Linked DNA regions of Mus musculus: regions 1, 2, 3, 5, 6 and 7 are each linked to region 4. A link is a contact called in public HiCAR-type and promoter capture Hi-C data. All regions are on one chromosome and are shown on one strand. Each heading gives the region's core, a stretch centred on a gene start, on an enhancer-like site or on the middle of the called end of the contact. The rest is flanking DNA. Distances are from core to core; before and after follow the strand shown.

What was found. Promoter capture Hi-C pulls out the DNA fragments that hold promoters and counts their contacts. HiCAR-type assays count read pairs that join an accessible place to other places.
Region 1: a contact with region 4 is called in a promoter capture Hi-C map of pre-B cells, with 4 times the contacts expected there. The contact joins the promoter of Nanp here to the promoter of Nxt1 in region 4. A contact is called at or near these places in 6 of 39 promoter capture datasets (the C10 cell line, cranial neural crest, hippocampal neurons and 2 more), 3 of 115 datasets of contacts at active chromatin or transcription factors (astrocytes, embryonic forebrain and embryonic stem cells) and 1 of 9 other capture datasets (liver).
Region 2: a promoter capture Hi-C map of cranial neural crest shows a contact between it and region 4. The contact joins the promoter of Snph here to the promoter of Nxt1 in region 4.
Region 3: a contact with region 4 is called in a promoter capture Hi-C map of pre-B cells, with 5 times the contacts expected there. The contact joins the promoter of Insm1 here to the promoter of Nxt1 in region 4. A contact is called at or near these places in 3 of 39 promoter capture datasets (cranial neural crest, pre-B cells and stem cell-derived epiblast-like cells) and 1 of 115 datasets of contacts at active chromatin or transcription factors (astrocytes).
Region 5: a contact with region 4 is called in a HiCAR-type map of astrocytes, with 6 times the contacts expected there. The contact joins the enhancer-like site here to the promoter of Nxt1 in region 4. A contact is called at or near these places in 8 of 39 promoter capture datasets (the HPC-7 cell line, cranial neural crest, hippocampal neurons and 4 more), 3 of 115 datasets of contacts at active chromatin or transcription factors (astrocytes, embryonic forebrain and epiblast stem cells) and 1 of 9 other capture datasets (pancreatic islet).
Region 6: a promoter capture Hi-C map of pre-B cells shows a contact between it and region 4, with 3 times the contacts expected there. The contact joins the promoter of Naa20 here to the promoter of Nxt1 in region 4. A contact is called at or near these places in 4 of 39 promoter capture datasets (cranial neural crest, hippocampal neurons, liver and 1 more), 4 of 484 Hi-C or Micro-C datasets (CD4 T cells, CD8 T cells, the G1E-ER4 cell line and 1 more), 2 of 115 datasets of contacts at active chromatin or transcription factors (astrocytes and embryonic forebrain) and 1 of 9 other capture datasets (adipose tissue).
Region 7: a promoter capture Hi-C map of liver shows a contact between it and region 4, with 2.7 times the contacts expected there. The contact joins the enhancer-like site here to the promoter of Nxt1 in region 4. A contact is called at or near these places in 5 of 39 promoter capture datasets (the 3T3-L1 cell line, hippocampal neurons, liver and 2 more).

The regions. Positions count from the first base shown.
Region 1 is chr2:151,038,074-151,040,864 of GRCm38.p6, forward strand. It overlaps Nanp (N-acetylneuraminic acid phosphatase), which reads right to left and starts at 1,306. Exons shown (of 2, transcript NM_026086.2): 1 at 1,164-1,306. The coding sequence starts at 1,253.
Region 2 is chr2:151,631,166-151,633,865 of GRCm38.p6, forward strand. Snph (syntaphilin) reads right to left here and starts at 1,428. Exons shown (of 6, transcript NM_198214.3): 1 at 1,291-1,428; 2 at 983-1,089.
Region 3 is chr2:146,220,523-146,223,413 of GRCm38.p6, forward strand. Insm1 (insulinoma-associated 1) reads left to right here and starts at 1,475. Exons shown (of 1, transcript NM_016889.3): 1 at 1,475-2,891. The coding sequence starts at 1,744.
Region 4 is chr2:148,671,258-148,673,957 of GRCm38.p6, forward strand. Nxt1 (NTF2-related export protein 1) reads left to right here and starts at 1,358. Exons shown (of 2, transcript NM_019761.6): 1 at 1,358-1,578.
Region 5 is chr2:151,521,312-151,524,011 of GRCm38.p6, forward strand. Gm52533 (a long non-coding RNA gene) reads left to right here. Exons shown (of 2, transcript XR_003953956.1): 2 at 2,650-2,700. Among named protein-coding and RNA genes, the nearest start is that of Gm52533, 4.1 kb to the left of the region's middle. Within about 2 kb of position 1,395, at least 2 of the 459 cell types and tissues checked have an H3K27ac peak or open chromatin away from gene starts, as enhancers often do. A contact at or near this core is called in astrocytes, where this site is marked.
Region 6 is chr2:145,901,964-145,904,803 of GRCm38.p6, forward strand. Naa20 (N(alpha)-acetyltransferase 20, NatB catalytic subunit) reads left to right here and starts at 1,278. Exons shown (of 6, transcript NM_001141965.1): 1 at 1,278-1,399. The coding sequence starts at 1,347.
Region 7 is chr2:146,309,078-146,311,777 of GRCm38.p6, forward strand. The region is part of intron 38 of Ralgapa2 (Ral GTPase activating protein, alpha subunit 2 (catalytic)); the gene reads right to left. Among named protein-coding and RNA genes, the nearest start is that of A930019D19Rik, 51 kb to the left of the region's middle. Within about 2 kb of position 1,439, at least 41 of the 459 cell types and tissues checked have an H3K27ac peak or open chromatin away from gene starts, as enhancers often do. A contact at or near this core is called in liver, where this site is marked.

The sequences.
Region 1 (2,791 bases), core at 56-2,555, 2.4 Mb after region 4:
TTGAGTGTGCCCTGTCTGCAGTCTGAGATAATGGAGGCAGAACACACGGAAGTATGTAACGTGTGAGGGTGTCACAATGCACGGGGCAATCGACAGCGTGGAAATCTTCAGTTAAGACTGATTCCAAGTGTGGGGAGAAGTAGCTCAGGGGAGAACCTGTCTCGGATGGCGAGGAGGTAGGCTCAAACCTCAGAACCAAGAAAATAACACACACACACGCACACGCACACGCACATGCACACCCCAATTCAAAATACCTAGTGACGTTGGCACTTTGGGAGCCACCTAACCACTTGGCAAGCCTATTGTATTCTTGTGGCAGAGACAGAAGCTACGTCCCAGTGAGTGGATTTGGAAATACAGAGAAGAGAGCCCTGATGGAGACAACGGGTGGCAATTTTCCTTAAAACATAGCTGTGCAGAAAAGCACAGTCCAAGAGAGATGTAGGGTTAAAAAATTTTAAAGACCGACACGAACAAACTGTGGGTGCAATGCAGCAAGAAATGTGGAAGGTTTAAGATCCAGATAAACAAAAAACTACCTGAAGACGCATAAGACCCTTAGTATTGAAAGGGCAGGCATTTTTTTGTAAGTGGGCTTTCCACATCTGATACTCCTTCGGTTTCTCCTTGAAGCTGAAGGCAGGGGATGGAAAGTAGGGGTGGGTTAAGAGCAGGACTGGAAAAGGAAGATGTCCGACAGCATCTGTAGCTATAGCTAGGAGGGTGCAGATCAGCAATGCCTCACTAAAAGACTGCCCCCTCAGCATTTTATGTGCCGAGGGTCTCAGCACCAGAAAGCCCGGAAGGCCACAGGGAGGCCTGCAGGGAAAAAAAAAATGCTATGATGTAGGTTAAGTCCAGGCCCGCCTCTCAGAGTTATATAACTTCCTGGGCCAAAGCCTTGTCTGAGCCTCTTCCCCAAAACCCACCGCAGCCCATCTCGCGCGGGGCTGCAGCAAGAGGAGGGCGAGGGGTCTCGTCCCGCGCCGTCCGAGCCCGGGTGACCGCAGGTGGCGGCGACTCTGCAGTCGTGGCAGTTCAGAGTCCAGCACCCGGCCCCACGCGCGGGAAAGAAGCTCCACGGGCACGCAGCGGGGGGACTGAGGGTGCGGAGCGGAGTGCTGGCCCGGCAGGGGAGGGCGACGGCGCGGGGACGTTACCTCCAACATGCCTCTCCTGCTCGCCCCGGCCGTGTCGATGAGTGTGTTGTCCAGGTCAAAGAAGACCGCGCGGACCCGACTCAGCCCCATAGCCTCGGCAACCCAAGCAGCGCGCGAGCCGCTTCTGCCGCGCCGCGCATGCGCAAGGCGGTCAGGAACACCTGGGCGGAGTCTCGGAGGTCACCTGACCCTTCCAAAGCTCCGGGGTCTCCGTGGCAAGATCGCGCGAGATTCGGACACTAAATTTTATAGGGTGCGCGTGCACGAGAGGTGGATGAGTGTTATCAAGGCTTACTGCTGTGTGTGGGTGGATGGTCCTCTCCGTTAATGGCTTGGTGGGCTTGCTTAGGGCTGAGAAGGACATCCGAGCCGTACTGGAGAAACTCTCCAGACCCTTGGCTGGCCTGTCTTTCTATGGTGACCGCACAGTCTCCATCAGGAGATGGGGCAGGAGAGTGTGCCCACCAACCTCGGAACCTAGCTGCCCGGTGACTTTAGCGCTTCACTTCTTGCCCACAGCCTTGTAGGAACTAGAGCCTTCATCTGAACATCCTTTGAAAGATGCTTAGAAGAACTGAAGAGAAATGGGAGTCTCTGCAGTGTCTGCCGAATGGTTGTTCTTAAAAATGTGTATTTGTGTTTCTGTGTACGTGAGTGCCTGCAGAGGACAGACGAGGTCGTCCTGGAGCTGCAGTTGCGGCGGCTGTGAGCTGCCCACTGTGGGTGCTGGGAACTTGGGTCCTCTACAAGAGCAGTATGAGTTCTTAACCAGTGAACCATTTCTCCAGCTCCTTTCCCTCCATCTTTACTCATTTTTCTGAAACTCTGCAGCCCAAGTCTTGTGTGCCTATTAATTGCATGGTTTTCTGTAATTTCTAGCAAGGAACCGAGACTGTCTGTTAAGAACCCCACAAGATAAGTAACAAGGTTTGCCTTCTGTTGGTTGAAATCAACCTCTAATCCTTTTTTATTGATGAAATTTGGAGTCACTTTCACTAACCTGGAACTTATTGGGTCAGCCAATGCCACAGACCTGGTTCTGAGCTTTCGAATTAGGATTGGTTCTTACATTGTAAGTTATTCAGAGAAAATGAGAAAGTATTTCATAACATGTGAGAATTGATTAAATTTAATTGTCTATAGTTTCAGTTTTTGTTGTTTGTTTGTTTGTTTTGAGACAGTGTCACATTGAGTAACTGATTGGCCTGGAGCTAGCTGTGTAGACCATGCTGGCCTCAAATTCAGAGTGATTTGCCTCCCTCTGTCTCCCAAGTGCTAGTTCTCCCAAGTACCACCACATCTGGCTTGAATTAACTTCAACTAAGATCTTTGTCTATACTTGAATGATACTGGCTCCAAGTGGCTTCTGTTCATAGTGAACTGTACCCTACCTGGGTAATATATACAAATTGTGAAAAAATGGCTGGGCCTCCAGCCAGTCAGGCCCAAACCGCCAAAACTATGTAAGGTAAAGGCTGACTTCAGCCAGTCATATTGTTCTTGTCTTTTCATTGGCTACAAATTTAACTTTGAGCTGTATTGTGTTCATAAGGAACTTGTTGGCCCACCTTTGCTTGGCTGTAAAACTTCCTGTGTTTTGAGATAAACTTAACTCCTTTTGGGTGTTT
Region 2 (2,700 bases), core at 178-2,677, 3.0 Mb after region 4:
CATTCCACTCAGGAAGTCCAGAGTCAAAAGAGAATGGCCAAGGGGACCTCAATTATTTCAAGGTCCGAACCTTAAATGGTTTTAATGGACAAGTCTCCAGAGTTATTGAAGCCACACTCAAGTGATATATTAAAATTGTACGGATCATCTAGCCCAGCCTCTGCACTGAACAGACAAGCAAACAGACACCCACACCCCAGAAAATAGTAAGATGGCTACTTGGAGCCAACCAGCAAGTTAAGGCCCAGAACCTCAGCCTATCTCACTTCCTTACACCCCTTGACTTGCAGAGACCAGCATTTTCTGGGAAACTCCTCCAGCCCACCCAAGTACCCCCAGGTGGGCAGAGAAGGCCAAGGCAACAAGCAGCATGTGACCAGCCTCGCCACCCCTGCAGCGTTGAAGCAAGGGAATGTGGGGAGTTTAGAGGCTGGCAGGTGTTGCAAGCCGTCTGGCTCCCTGCTAGGGAGTGGAAAGAGAAAACAACAGATACCCTGGAAGCTCCAGGGAGACTGAGGCAAATTTCTCACTCTAGGGATCATGGGAAATTCTGCCAGATCTACTGTAAGGCTCTGATGTTTATCAGTGGGCAAGATAGGAAGGCAGTCACAGGCACTTGACCTTGTGGTGGGTGTGCTGTGCGGTTCCAAAGAGAAGCTCACATGTTTGCAGAATGCCAGAAGAGAAAAACAAACAAGAAGGGCGAGGGGTTAGTTCCCTAAAACCCATCTACTAGATGTCAAAGACCTTGGGCGTCTTCCCTACTGAAAACAGCATCCTCTAATTAATTAGTAAATTTCACGCTAGGGAGAGGGGTGCTTACGAGGATGTGGGGGAATGGAGGGAGGCTAGGGATGAGTCACGTTAATCCCCTCCTCGCCTGGTACCTCTGCGGGATCGCGCCACCGCAAGCGGTCTCAAACTGACCCTGGCGGCCGCGGAGCCACGGAGGCCCCCTCCCGCTCCGCCGTGGCCTCCTCACCTGGGTCCACTCGCCCTCCGCAGTCCGGCCGGCTCGCACGACTCCCGCGCCGCTTGGCGCAGCGCCTCTGCAGTCGCTGCAGCAGCCGCCTGGCGGTGATCAGCAACCTGCGGCGGTGGGGAAGAGAGAGACAGAGGCGGGTGAGCGCCGGTGGCCGCAGCCCGCAAGCTCGGAGGACACGCTGCCCGCCGCGGGCTAGGGCAGCTCCTGTGCTTGGCCGGCGCCCCGCACCCCCGCAGTTGCACTCCTGGGTGCGGCGGGTGAGGCTGGGCGGTGGGCCCGGAGGTCCCCGGGGTCCTTGTCATCACCTGCGAAGGCTTCCATGGTTTGGGCTGCCCCCAGGAGGGCAGCCGGATTGCTCTCCCGAGCCCCAGCTGAAGGTGGCTAGCGGGTGCTTGCTGGGGCTGGGGCTGCGGGGAGGGAGAGGTGGAGGGCGGGGAAGGAGAGGTGGATGGAGGGGGATGAGCCAGTCGGCAGCTCGCCGGCAGCTGCGTAAGCCTCCCGTCTTCACTTTCCTTCTTAAAGAGATAGTTGGTTTCGCTCTGAGAGCCCTGGAGCCAAGACATCAACAAGCATGCATGGGGTCCTTTATTACCTCCAACTAGCTGTTGCTCAGAGGTGGGGGATGGGAAGGACTTCAAAGGGTATCTATCCCTTCAGCTTCTGGGCCTCAGTATCTCACCCCTTGGCACACATTAAGTAGTAGTATTATCTGGACGCCTTTAGAAACATTTTTGACCCCCTAAACCAATTTGTGAATGTCAGGAGTTATTTAATGCGAACAGCTCTTGCCTTAAAAAAAAAAAAAAAATCTTAAAATCCCGAAGGTATTTAAGAAATGTTATCCTTTGCAGTATTAAAACAGTAAGCTGGAAAGTTGGGCAATAAAAAGCGAATTAATCCTTATTGTGGGTTTGTCTCCTGCCTTTTACCTGACATCAAAGGGCTCAAGGGACCACAAAGTCCAGGAAGCTGGATTTCTAGCGCTCCCATTTCTGGCCGCCATAAGTTAACTTGCTGGCCTGGTTTCTTGCCTGCCCCACTGGGTGCAGTAGGAAGGGGCTCCCTTCTTGAAGCAGCCCTTTCTGGTCAGCTGGGCCTTTGCTCACTACCTTCTGGGAAGTTTTCACCTTGCTGTCTTGCTCTTATTCTAGCTCAACTCGCTGGTGTCCTCTCACATGACTTTGCCCGCCACTCATTTTGCTCTTTTGCTCTTAAATTCTTCCTTGCTGGGCCTCTACCCCCAGCTTTTATTTGCTAGTTCATGGGTTTGGAACAACCGAGACGTCCAGTTTGCTCCTTGGACTCCTCAAAGTCTCTGCTCAGACACTGCTATCTCAGGGAGGTCATCTGCCATTGTCAACTTGACTGAATTTACAGTCGACTCGGAAACATATGTTTGAATATGTCTGTGAGGGTGTTTGCAAAGAGATTTCCCTAAGGAAAGAAGAAAGGCCCACTTTGGACGTGAGCTAGGGCCCGGACTGGATAGGGTGAAAAGAGAAAACTCATTGCGTAGGAACATTCATCGCTTTGCTTCCTGACTGAGGACACAACGCGACCATAAGCTTTCTGCCATGTCTCCTCTGACATGATAAACTATATTTCCCTCAAACTACAGCCAAAATAGTCCTTCCCTTTTAAAGTTTCCTTCTGTCAGAGATTTGGTCAAGGTCCTGAGAAAAGTAATAGACCTTTTCCAGTCAACCTACAGAGCG
Region 3 (2,891 bases), core at 225-2,724, 2.5 Mb before region 4:
CTACAGCTATGACATTTGATGCGTCTTGGCTATTTGTTCCCTGGTGAGGGGCTTCTTAGGGATCTACTTCTTTCCCCAAGAAAAGAACCTTCTGTGTTTTCTCAGCCATTAGCAGGGAAGAGATCCCTAGACAAGTTGCCGGGTCTGGGTCCAAATCTGGCGTCTAGTGTGGCGTGTGTGTACCAGGGGTGTCCTTCGTTGTTGTCTCTTGCCAGTGGCACGGGAGGAAGCGGCTGGTCCTCTCAGGCTGCAGGCTCCCTCTGAGGACAGATTGGCCACCCCCACCTCCCCACACCCCCGGCAGCACGCGTCTCTTTTGCGTCCAGATTGGCCGCGACCCGCGCTCAATAGCGGGAGGTTAATTTCCTTCACAAAGGTGAAGGGGGCACGACTCCGGGGGGGGGGGGCCCCCGCGCCCAGACAGGCGGTTGCTTTATTCCGCAGCGCCTTGATTGGAGCCCTTGATTTAGCATCTGATGTCAACCCACAGACAAAATGCCCGCTCAGAATGAAAATGCATGAGGCTGCGCAGAGGGTGAAAACCAACTTCACCGTGCGTGGCCCACTTGGGTCAACTCCACAGGCGTTGCCTACGCCCTGGACAGCGAGGAGGCTCCTGAAGCCTGGGTCCGACCCTGGCAAAGATGCCAATCCTCCGGCTTCAGGCATATTAGGGAAAGGAACGTAACTTCAGATATTCAAGTTCCTTTTGGAAGCCAGCCAGCAGGCCAGGGATGCAGCCTCGCATCCGAGGGCGATCGAAAACGTGCTATGCCAACAGTTTCTCCAACTCGAGAGAAGCTTTCGAGGCCCGCCGGCAGGTTGAGCCCGTGAGCCCAGACCCGGCGCTCCGCCGAAGCCCGCTGGCTCAACGTGTTTACTCTCTGAAGCCCGGGTTCCCGCGGCCAGAGCACGGTCGGGCCACTGGCTGTCCGGAGTTGAGTTGCGCGTTCCCCTTGCCGATGATTTTCCATACGACGCGCGGAGCTCCCGCGCCCTTCTCCCGCAGCAGCCGCGGCCCTCGGGTCGCCCCTGCCCCCACCCCATCAGCGCGCCCAATTTCCCCCTGGGCTCCGGCTCGCGGATTGAACCCTCCTGACATATTTGGGGCCATTCTTCTCCTTTGTTGCTATTTAGCTCGCGACCCGCGGGTAATCCTCGCGCGGGAGGGGGGCGCACATTGTCGTGCTGATGGACGGGCCCATTTGGCGGCTCCGCGCCCCCCGGAGGAGACACACAAAGCCCAGGCACGTGCGCCTCCCCATAGAGGAGCAGCAGACCGTGAAGGGAGGCGGGGCCGGGCGTGTGCCTGGGCCAGGCGGGGCGGCGGCGCCGGGCGCGGCGGGGCGGGGCGGGGCGGGGCGGCCGAGGGGCGCGCGCTGGGGCCCCGCGCCCTCAGGTACATCTGCCGCACCTACCGGGCGACCCTCGAGTCCCGGCCCCTTTTTTGCCGCTCCGTCGCCCTCCCGCCCTCGTCGGCGGAGGAGCTGCGGACGCTCTGATTGGCTCTGGGGGAAGCGGGAGGCGAGAACAATGGCCCCCTCCCCCCGTTAAAAGGGAGCGGCGCCCGGGCCCGGGGACAGGGACGCGCGTGCGGAGCGCAGAGCCGGGCCAGCAGCCGCGGGCACTGCGGGAGTCCCGAAGCCGCCGCGTGCAGGCGATGGGCTGGGGTCACTGAGGGCCGCCAGGGCCGAGCACGGAGGTGGGACCCAACCAGTGCGTCGCCCTTTTCACCGCGCCAACATGCCCCGCGGGTTTCTGGTGAAGCGCAGCAAGAAGTCCACGCCCGTGTCCTACCGGGTCCGCGGCGGCGAGGACAGTGACCGGGCGCTGCTGCTGTCACCCGGCTGCGGGGGCGCCCGCGCCGAGCCCCCGGTGCCCAGCCCCGGGCCGCTGCCGCCACCTCCGCCGCCGGCGCTCGCGGAGCGCGCCCATGCTGCGCTCGCCGCCGCGCTCGCCTGCGCGCCAGGCCCGCCGCCGCCACCCCCGCCAGGCCCGCGGGCCGCGCACTTCGGCAACCCCGAGGCTGCGCACCCGGCGCCTCTCTACAGTCCCACGCGGCCGGTGAGCCGCGAGCACGAGAAGCACAAGTACTTCGAGCGCAGCTTCAACCTGGGCTCGCCGGTGTCCGCTGAGTCCTTCCCCACGCCCGCCGCGCTGCTCGCAGGGGGAGGCAGCGGCGCCAACGGCGCTGGCGGCGGCGGCGGCGGCACCTGCGGCGGAGACGCGCTGCTCTTCGCTCCCGCCGAGCTCAAGATGGGCACTGCGTTCTCCGCCGGCGCCGAGGCGGCCCGGGGTCCTGGGACCGGTCCTCCACTGTCCCCCGCCGCGGCCCTGCGGCCCCCGGGCAAGCGACCGGCGCCCCCCGCCGCTGTCGCTACAGAGCCGCCCGCCAAGGCAGCCAAGGCCCCGAGCGCCAAAAAGCCGAAGGCCATCCGCAAGCTGCACTTCGAGGACGAGGTGACCACGTCGCCGGTTCTGGGGCTCAAGATCAAGGAGGGCCCGGTGGAGGCGCCGCGGGGTCGCGCGGGGGGCGCGACCCGACCCCTGGGCGAGTTCATCTGCCAGCTGTGCAAGGAGGAGTACGCTGACCCGTTCGCGCTGGCGCAGCACAAGTGCTCGCGCATCGTGCGCGTGGAGTACCGCTGCCCAGAGTGCGCCAAGGTCTTCAGCTGCCCGGCCAACCTGGCCTCGCACCGCCGCTGGCACAAACCACGGCCGGTGCCCGCGGCGGCCCGCGCGCCAGAGCCAGAAGCCGCCACCAGGGCGGAGGCGCGCGAGGCTGCGGGCGGCGGCAGCAGCGATCGGGACACGCCGAGCCCTGGCGGCGTATCCGAGTCAGGCTCCGAGGACGGGCTCTACGAGTGCCACCACTGCGCCAAGAAGTTCCG
Region 4 (2,700 bases), core at 108-2,607:
GGTGGAGGAGGGGGAGGGGGAGGGGAGAGAAAGAGAGAGAGAGGGGAGGGGAAGGGGAGAGAAAGAGGGAGAGGGGGGAGGGGTGGAGGAGAGGAAGGGGAGAGGGAGAGAGAGAGAGAGAGAGAGAGAGAGAGAGAGAGAGAGATTCTATCCTCTAGAGAACCTTGACGAATACGCTCAACTGTGTCAGTGGCCAGTCCTTTAGAATCAGAGGCATCTCTAATCTCCCAAATTCAAGGGCTACTGAAAGAATAAAGGTCAAGTTCTCCCTCAGGAAAAGTCCTGGGACCTACCACTACTTTATCCCCAGGTTTACTACATATTTTTGTGTAACTACTGCTCCAAAGGCACTTATTCATCCTTGAAACTCAGACTCCAACTTAATTCTTTCAATAATGAAAACTTTTCACTCACTTAACTCCAGTGGGAAGTGACCTATATTGAACAGCCATTCTCGTTTCTTAAATCTAAAAACAAATGTTCCCTTAGTAACATGAGCAAAAGGAGCCGAGAGGTTGGTAACAAAATACAGATTAAAGTACTTAATTGAACAAAGCCACTTACAAACAGCTCTCCTAGCCGGGCAGATGAAGCAAAGAATCAGGTCTCAGCAAAGTTAGCTCTTTGGGTTTTGATACACGAAGCAGTTTCCCAATTTCCCACGCGAAATGGCTCCATTTCTATGCTAGGTATCTAGACAGCTCCAGATTAAAACAAATTCAGTGTCTTAAATGAGGTGGTACTGCGCCGCAGCTGGAGCCAGCAGGAAACTCAATTTGCACTGCATAGAAAGTCAACTACCATTGTCCCCTTGCCCGCCTCTTCGACCTCAGTTCTCACTAGACTAAAATTTGTTCTCTTATAAGTTCATCTGCTTGTCAACTCTAAGTAGCTTCACCTTAGGAAGGGTGCGCTCAGCTAAGATATTTGACCATATTTGACCACAAGGACTTCCACAGACTCTCAGATTTAGCCTTCCACCGGGTTCCTACACTACGGGTGTCTATGTGCTGGGTTCAGTCCAGAGCCTTATTGAAGCCATGCTGTTGTCTCCCTAGTTAGCATCAACCAGTGAAGCTCCACGTTGAAGCTTCACGAGTCTCCACAAGATATCATCCCAACACACACAGAAGAAGGGAGCCAGATCTAGCAAAGACAGATATCTCTTATTAACCAAGCCTTCCACAGCTAAGCGCGTTGACTCCACCCTCTCCACAACATCCAATCAGAGCTCCCTCAACCGGATCTTCTAGGATAGTGCCTAACCCGGAACCTACACTGTCTTTGCCGCCACACCTGGGCGGAGCCAAGTTTTCTACTGGCTCGCGTAGCTGCCCGTCGCGGGGAGGCGGGAGTCGACGGGAACCGGGATGCTAGCGCCTGCGCACATTGCAGCTTGCGGCGCGCGGGAAGCCACTACCGGCGCTTAACCGTTCCTCGCCTCCTGGACGTCGGCTTCTCAGGCGGAGCCTCTGGGAGGAAGAGGAGAACAGGAGAGAAACTCTTCTGGCCCGGGACCGCGACCGGGGCGGAACCCGGGACCGAGTCGCCTTGGCGGCGCTGACCGAGATCGAGCAGGTAAGTGAGCGCTCCTGCCTGGCCGTCTGGCAACGCCGCGGCACCAGGGACCTCTTCCCTTTTCTTAGGCTCAATAAGACATGGATGTTGTCCTTTCCTCCACGTGGTGTCTCTGCAACCTGGCATCAGGCTTTTTTATGTGCAGAACCGTGGCGGTGAGTTTGCCATACCCGGAGGAGAGCAGCAGTTTGGGGCCGGGGGATGTAAGAAGCGACTCCCAGCTGGAAATGAGGCCCGGGGCACGGCTGCCGTTTCTGAGGTCCAACTCCAGGAAACTACAGTATGAACCATGGGAGTGGAGCATCTTTCTGACTCTCACTCTACTATGTTTCGGTCGTACTGCTCTCTCCTTAAGAGAGAAAGATGACCGGGTTCTGTGGGTAGCTGAGGACCAGAAATAGGGGTGATCATCTTTGGGGGCGTGACCAATGTTAGGGCGAAGCATTGTGGCCTAAAGAAGTGGGGATGAGGTGGTTGGACAGAGAAATATGGTTACCTTGGAGAACATTGTTAAGCCAGCATCCCTAGAGCTGTTTTCATATAGAACTGCTTTCAAAAAAATCCTGGAACTTAGTAAGCATAGCTCTGACTCCCTTGCTTCCGTAGAATGAAGCAAGTAAGTTTGTAACTCTTTTTGTAAAGTTGTTACAGTGACTTGTGCAATGATGATTGAGGGAATGTACCTAAACTACTAAGCAAACAGCACTTCAGATTGATTGTTGAGTCGGAGGACCTTGGTGAGAGAGTGGCAAGAGCAGTATCAAGCTGGCTCCGAATTCATCTATAGGGCCAGCTTCCTCCTTGCTCTGTGTGGAATCCATCGTTCATAAACTGATAAGCTTAAAAAAATGAAACCGGGCATGGTGGCGCACGCCTTGAATCCCAGCACTTGGGAGGCAGAGGCAGGCGGATTTCTGAGTTCGAGGCCAGCCTGGTCTACAAAGTGAGTTCCGGGACAGCCAGGGCTACACAGAGAAACCCTGTCTCGAAAAACCAAAAAAAAAAAAATGTTGGCCCAGGCATGGTCGTGCACACCTTTATTCCCAGCACAAAAGGCAGAGGCGGATGTCATGAGTTCAAAGCCAGTGTGGTCTACATAGAAGTGGCAGAAATACATAGAGA
Region 5 (2,700 bases), core at 145-2,644, 2.9 Mb after region 4:
TACTCTAACAAAGGACTAGAGAGATGGCTCAGTAGTTAAGGTCTCGGGGTGCTCTTGCAGGGATCTAGGTTTAATTCCCAGCACTCAGTTCCAGTGGATCCAGTGTTCTCTTTTGGTTTCCATAGTTACCAGGCAAGCATGTGGTACATATACAAGTAGAAGGAGCACTCATGCACATAAAGTAAATTTTAAAATCTAAAAATGTACTCTGACAGAGGCAGCTTAAGGGAGAAAGGGTTTCTTTTAGCTCACATTTCCAGGTTACAGTCCATCCTTGTGAGGAAGGCACAACCGCATGAGCCAGAGACACTATTCACACCACATCCATAGTCAAGAAGCAGAACAGAGCAAATGAGTGTGTGCATGCTTGCACACAACTCACTTACTCCACTCTCACACAGTTCAGGAGCGCCTGCCACTGGAATGGTGTCACCCACAGTGGGTAGGTCCTCTCACAATTACTCACGGACATGCAACTAGGCCAACTGGTCTAGACCGTCACCCAAACTGCTGTCTTCGCAGATAATTCTAGATTGTGTCAAAGTTGACAACTAAAAATAACTCATCAGCTATATGAGCAAATAGTATTCCTTTTAAAATGTTGCTTCCTGGATCTATCTTGTTTCTTTCCTTCAGTTTTACCTTCTTTTGTGAATGACTGTTGTGTGTAAAGGTTGACATCAAGTATCTAGCTTAGTTGCTTCCTACCTTCTATATTGATGTGGGATCTCTCACTTCAACACAGATCACTGATTAGGCTAGTTTCTAGGTAGGACACTTCCTCTGGGAGTCTCCTATATCTGCCTCCCAGGTGCTAGGATTACAGCCAGGCTGCCATGCCCACCAGCATATACATGGATGCCAAAGATCCAAACTGCAGTTCTCATTCTTGTTTAGCTATCCGTCCGGACATACAGAATGGCTCATATAAGAATGTACGTTTTCACATTTCAATTTTAGAATTACATTACTTCTTGTGTGCACATGTGCATGAACACACATGCACACAGGTACATGCATGCCATGACTTGTTTGTGAAGGTCAAAGTACAACTTGGGAAGTCTGTTCTCTTGCAGTCTCTGGGTACAGCGTCTGAACTTACCAAGTTAGGCTTGGTGGTAGATATCTTTACCCACTGAGCCATCTTTTAAATACGTTTTTCTAAAACATTTATCTTTAAAGAGACTCATGATCAACTATCATATAATTTTAGGAAATCCAGCTGCTACAACTCTACATTAAAGTAGATTTTCTCATCACATCACGTATAAAATATAATCTGTAAGACAGCTAAAGGATTGAAAGAAAACAGTCATCACTCCCAGCTGAGAGACATTTGCTCCTGGGCTCTGCTCACTTAGCTCTTAAGAAGCTATGGGAATGGACTCGGGGCAGACTGCCAATAATCTCAGCATTGCCCCTTAGCTTCAAGAATCTAGGCAAGTCACACAGCCCTTTGGCCTTCTCTTCTGCAAAGTGGAGATACCAACGTCACAGGTTGACAATGGGGACAAAAGTGAGGTATTATATATACAGCCATGTGACCAAAACTATATTATACTTAGAAGTTGGAGAACACAGAAAAATGTATGAACTTGAGGGGGCGGGAAATAGACTGCCTATGACACCAAAGGCATGAGCAACAGAAGGAATATACAAAGCAAACATAAGATTTAAAATGTTTGTGTGAAGGACTTTAAAAAGAAAACCAAGGGCTACTGGCTACTTAGCAACTGGCTTAGTGGCTGAGAAAACTGGCTGCGCTTCCCAAGGATCTGGGCTCAATTCCCAGCATCCACATAGCAGCTCACAACTGTAACTCTAACTCCAGGAGATCTGATACCCTCTCCTGGCCCCCATAGACACTAGTTATACAGGTGGTGCACAGACATTCATGAAGGCAAATCACCCATACACATAATGATTTTTTAAAAACTTAAAAAGAAAATTGAAGTTATAGAATATGAGAAAACATTTGCAAATCAAGTCTGATTCAAGGACACAGTAGCCAAAAGATGTAAAAAAAAAACAAAAACAAAAACAAAACTCTACAACTCAGCAAAAATAATTTTCAAATAGAGAAAAGAATTAATAATAATAATTCCTAGCACTTTGTATGAGACTAATATAGTGATGTCCAAACCAGACAATAGGTAAGTGCCCAGAAACAGGCCAATATCCCTCACAAACATAGATTCCAAAATTTCTCCACAAAATATCTGGAAAGTACGGGGCGTGGTGGCGCACGCCTTTAATCCCAGCACTCCGGAGGCAAAGGCAGGTGGATTTCTGAGTTCAAGGCCAGCCTGGTCTACAAATTGAGTTCCAGGACAGCCAGAGCTATACAGAGAAACCCTGTCTCAAAAAAATAAAACAAACAAAAAAGTCTGGAAAGCAAGTCTAGCAACTTATCAAAAGGATTAGCACTGTGACTTTCTCACAGAAAGGGTGATTGAACACAAGGTCTGCCAGTGTAACTAACATACCATGCTAATGTTTCCTCAGGGGAAATGGCATGATATCCTCTCAATAGACACAGAAAGCATGCAACAACGTCTAGTACCTGTGCTTGGTTGTTGTTGTTGTTTTTTTTAATCTACAACTTAAGAATAGGAGCAATTTTTAAATTTTTATCTTTATACTCTCTAGGGGAGTGGACCTCAGGTCTTCAAGGCTTGGGTGGCAAGAAGTTGACTATCC
Region 6 (2,840 bases), core at 28-2,527, 2.8 Mb before region 4:
ACAAAGCTTGGCGAGGAGCCACTGGGACTACCTGCTCTTTCAACCATTTGCTTTCTTCTCCACCACACCTGGCCCTCAGGTTTGGCCAAGGAATTCCCAAGACACCTGCGGAGCAACTGAGTCCCAAAGGAGTTGGGGATGTGAGTCTGCTGTAATGTAGGCATCTCGCTGAGTTGGATTGGTTTGAGCTCAGCAGCATGTTCTCCAGGACCACCCCAACTGCTGGTAAGGAGAAGAGGGGAAGGCAGCTTCACAGCCCGACAGTACATAGTCTCCTCAGTCACTGGGTCTATGCCGTGGAGACGCTGGGCTGGTGCTTAAAATGTAGCAGGCCAGATGAAAGAATGTAATTCCTAATGGTTAACTTTCAACTTAGACATGAGATAATGTTTCATTTGGTTATTTGGAAACATGTTTGGATTACTTTGATAGCTCTATCATCTTGTATGCATGTATTTGAGACGGTCACACTATGTGTCCTTGACTGGCCTGGAACTCACTATATAGACCAGGGTTTTCGAGGCTCACTAACAGCCTCTTGTCTCTGTCTCCTTACTACTGGGATTACAGGTGTAAGGCACTATTCCTGGCTTGATCTGCTCTTTAATCACACATTTATTAAAATCAGCATCGAAAACAAATAGTTCTGATCATTTTTCTCTCGGATTAAAATAAACTGCAAATATATGGACCAGATTTCAAAGTCTTATTGCCAAAATAAGATAAGATATTCACATTTTTTATACAGATAATCTTTCTTTCTTTCTTTCTTTCTTTCTTTCTTTCTTTCTTTCTCTTTCTCTCTCTCTCTCTCTCTCTCTCTTTCTTTCTTTCTTTCTTTCTTTCTGTTCTTCCTTCCTTCCTTTCTTTTTCTTCCTCTCTCTCTCTTTCTCTCCCTCCCTCTCTCCCTCCTTTCCTTCCTTCTTTCCTTCCTTTCTTCTAAATAATTTTAATGTGCTAGAAAATTTAAGGTCACATCCCTGGTTCATGACAGTGGTTGAGAGAAGAGGCCCTGAGCCATCCTTTTAGGGATCACTTCCTAACTCACCCTGTGAAGCATCTTTGTAGTTTTGAAGCTTGCTTTTACGATTTGGCTCTCTGACTCCAGCTTCTTTCTCCTTGTTACTACTCTGCCTACTTTTTGGAAAGGGTCTGCGGGGCGCGGATCATTAAGGCAATTGCTGATTTCAGCCGCCAGAGAGAGCTACGACGCTACTCTTGTTGCCCAGCAACCTCTGGTCCGGAAGTAGTTCTTTGTCCCACCCCATGGCGGCCGCGGGCGCGAGTACTTCCGGTAGTGCGGGCGCGGGGTCGCGCCGAGCGGGTTGGAGGCTGGCGGCGGCGCAATGACCACGCTCCGGGCCTTCACCTGCGACGACCTGTTCCGCTTCAACAACATGTGAGTGAGGCACGGCCGGCCTCTGTCTTCGCGGCGCGGGACGGGGTCAGCCTCGCGGGGCCGTGGGCCGGGTGGACGCTGCGCGGGCGCGCTGACCGGTGACCTTGGCCGAGGCGCGGCGCTCCCGGTGCGCCCGGGATGATGCGGAGCCGGGCTGGACACCCCGCGCCCGCTCCCTGAGGCGGCCTCACTGCGGAGGGAGGGCGGGGAAGGAGCGCGGTCCTGGTTAAATTGTATCCCAGTGAAGTAACCTTGCGATGCTCCGGGCCCTCTCAGCAAGTTGTGGTTTGTGCTTGGTAGTTACAGTAGCGGAGCGCCCAAAGTAGACTGCCTTGGGTTTTTTTCTTTTTCTCTTAAAAAAAAAAAAAAAAAAAAAAAAAAGACAGGGTTCATTTCGTATCCCTGGGCTCCAGGAACTCTCTGTAGACGAGGCTGGCCTAAACCTCACAGATATGTCTTCCTGTCTTACTAGTGCTGGGATTAAAGGCATGCCCCACCACACCCAGCTAGACTACATTTTTTTTTTTTTGGTTGGGGATCCAATGTACTGAAGACTCCCCGGTGCTGTGTGGTTTCTTTTCAGTCCAAAATTTAAAAACCCGTGATTTGCCGTTCTCCCCTTCTCGCTTTTTAAAAAGAAAAAAAAATTTAGTTTGGAATCCAAATTATGACCATTTAAAAAGCTCAGCATTTCACCGCGAACTCCTGTAGACACATGACCTCGGTTATTTGCTTGATATAACGTAGTAAGAAGTATGGACCGGAAGGTTTAGGTAACAGAAGGGAAGAAACTCTGGGATGATGGACATTTCAAAGAGGGGATGAACCTTGATGAAGGAAATTTGGCAAGGAGGAAACTCTGGAGAAGGCTGCAGGAAAATGGAGTGTGAAGCAGGGTAGGCCTTTGCTTCAGGTGAAGCCAGGTTTAATTATCGTGTTTAATTGGTTCAGATCCGATCTTGTGAGATTTCGGTTAGGTCCCGCTTGTGTTGAATCCTCTGTGCATTTTAGTACTTGTGGCAGGCGCTCATGTAATAATAGGCCCTTAAATCTTCACAAATTCTGTCATGTGCTGATGTCCTCAGTTTCTGGGTGAGGGAAGGGATTGCACACACAGAACCCTGACGTGGAGTAGGTGGAGACTGGCCCTGGTGGTTGTTAAAAAATTGGTCCCATGGAGCTGGAGATGGTTCAGTTGTTAAAAGTACTGGGTGCTCTTCCAGAGGACAGGGGTTCACTCCACATGGAGGCTCACACTTGATTGTAATACTAGTTCCAAGAAGCTGCTGGCCTTTCCTGGCTTGAGTAAGCACCAGGTATGCATGTAACACACAGACATATAAAACCCATACCCATTCAATAAATGAAAAAGGTTGATCCTGGCACTCAGGCTGAGGTTGGAGGATCACAAGTCTGAGATCCTTTGGTATCCACAGGAGAT
Region 7 (2,700 bases), core at 189-2,688, 2.4 Mb before region 4:
TCAGTTTAGTTCCCTCTCATTAATTTCCCATCCATAAGCACTCGATCCCACCCACAAGTGTCTTCCTTCTTTTCGGAGATATGTCTTAACTTTTCCCTTTTTGGTAACTCAGTTTTCAGTCCTCTTACACCCAGTTTTCTCCTTCTATATACAAACTCTAGTACAAACCCACCACCTTCAGCATAGACCTGAGACTATTGGCCTCAGTGATAGACGAAGCCAACTACTAGTATACATCTTGTGTGGCCAGTTTGCTGAAAGCAATGTTTCCTCTCTCTCTCTCCTTGGGCTTCCCTTTTCTTATGTCTCTATGGCTACCTCTTCCTTCAAAACCTACTCTTTCACAGTTTCACAGAACTTTGTCTATGGGTATACATTGGATCAGCCCAACCCCTGCATAGGTTCCAACTTGTCCCCTTGCCACTGCTACAGACCAGGCCCTGCCTGTTCTCTCCCAGACAGAACTCCTCCCACAGCTCTGTGCAGGCTCTCGCTGCCTCTGTCTTTGCTGTGTGCCTGTTTCTGCATGTGCCTATCCTACGCTCTGCCATATGGAAGCATCTGTCATTCTCAAATGTAATGGGCTTTCATAGCCTAGTCCATAAGCAAACAGTGTCCTCTCTCCCTTGGAATATCTTATTCACATTTATATTCTGAGTGGTTAGGATGGTGCCTGGCACATGGCAGGAAGGCTGCAAATGCTGACACATGCATAATTGGTTGTGCATGGTGAAACAGAACACATGGTATGGCTTGATTTCCTTCCTACAGTGAGGGGAGATGGGCAGAAGAAATCAAAGGTCTGTCCTGGAAGAAAAGCTCAGGATCCCACTGGAGAAGAAAGAACTTGGGTTGTTAGAACTTTAAAGGGAAGGGTCATTTTTGAAGCTGTGTACATTAGGAGCAGAATCTAGGAATGCTATTAAGCTCACATATCTAAGAGAGGCTCTAGTATTACCATATGTTCATGTACCTGTTAGCTAACAATGAAAGCTAATTTCACTTGTGACAGAACAAGGCATAAAACTACTTTTTCTTAGGCACACTGACTCTCTCCATCAAATATGGATAGTTCCAGAGTAGAGATAGCAAATGAAACGGAGACTATTGTTCTACTGAAGTGGACATTTATTCTAGAAAGCCACCATCTGCTTGATTTGGGGTGAACTCCTCCTAATGGGCACATTGCATATGGCAAGGGAACCTTTTCCCTGAGACAAGTTCTCTGAGGAGGAGAATGAAAGCCCTTGGCTCAAATGCTTATAGGAACTTCTATCAGCAGCCCACAGTTTCATTTTGGAATGTTTAGCTGGCTTGGGAACTGTAAACATAACATGTGGCAAGCTTCCCATTTACTGTGCTCTAGGCAGAGGAGCAGGCCCTGCGAGCGATGGAAGAGGCAGATGGTAGGTGTGTTGGCTCTCACTATTCAGCCGTGCAGTGGCCACGGGACGGAAGCATGCTTGACAGATCTGATTCAGCTCACTGTGGAGGTTACAGGAAGGCACAGGAGGGCTGGGCTGAGCCATTAGAGGGCGCTTTCCATATACAGTCCTACTGTGGGCACATTTTTTGTTTTTTAAGTTATGGGAGACAATGATATTTTTCAGTCTTCTATGTGCCTCTGCCACACAGTTCCAACTGTTTGATCATTAGCCAAGAGAACTGTACACAAGAACTCTTTTGACCCAAAGCTAGATCTACTGCTAAAAAACAAAACAAAACAAAAAGCCCCCCAAAGACAATTTTTTTTTTTGGCAGTACTTCCAATCCCCAGTTAATCAGAAGGGAATTAAAAAAAAAAAAACATTACAGAGTCAGATTGATACTTAACTGTTCACATTTTTACTTTTAGTTAAAATTTACATGAAACTGGATCCTAATCAAGTTTATTCTAAGGAAGTGAAACATCGGCCACCTGGGGAAGGACTGGAGAGGCAGAGATAACTAAGTAATTTCACTGGCTGTCTGCTTCGGGTGTCATCAGCTCAACATGGGCCAGCATACAGTCACTACACAAAAAAAACCAAGTGGCCCCAGGTAAAGGATTTACGAAGGTATGAACAACATGACTGTTGTTCATAGAATGGCCTAGAAAGTGTGGGACACCGATAAGAACAGAGTAGCTTGTCAATGTTCTATTTCACAATTGTAATCTAAATAGTAGAAGCAAAACAGGGACGTAGGGTGGTTATATAAAAAGGTCTGGATGACAAGGAAATTTTTTGTTATTGTTCAGCTCAGTGACCTGTATCTCAAGGAAGCAGGGAGCAGTAATTTTTTTCTCTGATATTTGGTCTTGAAGTGAAGTTTTCTTCTAGGGCAGCACACCCAGGCTGCTTCCTTCCTTAACAAGCCTGGGTTCATACCAATACAGCTTTGTCAAGGGATATACTGCCAGGCTTTGGGGGGAAAAAACCCAAAAAACCAAACAACATCTATCAATGCCTGACATTTGGAGCCAAAGTTCCTCAACATGTTCTGGGGATTTCAGGATGGGTTACAGGCAGGGCTTTCAGGGCCACATGGCCAGAACAGCTGGCCAGGAGAACTGTGTCCTCAGTGACCGACCAAGATTTCATAAAAGCCGAGAGGTTACACTCTTCTCTTCTACCAAAGCCTAACTTGCACTGAATGCAGAAAGAAAGCAGCAGTGAATGGCCACAGAGCCATGGACAACCACAGGGCCCTATCATACCC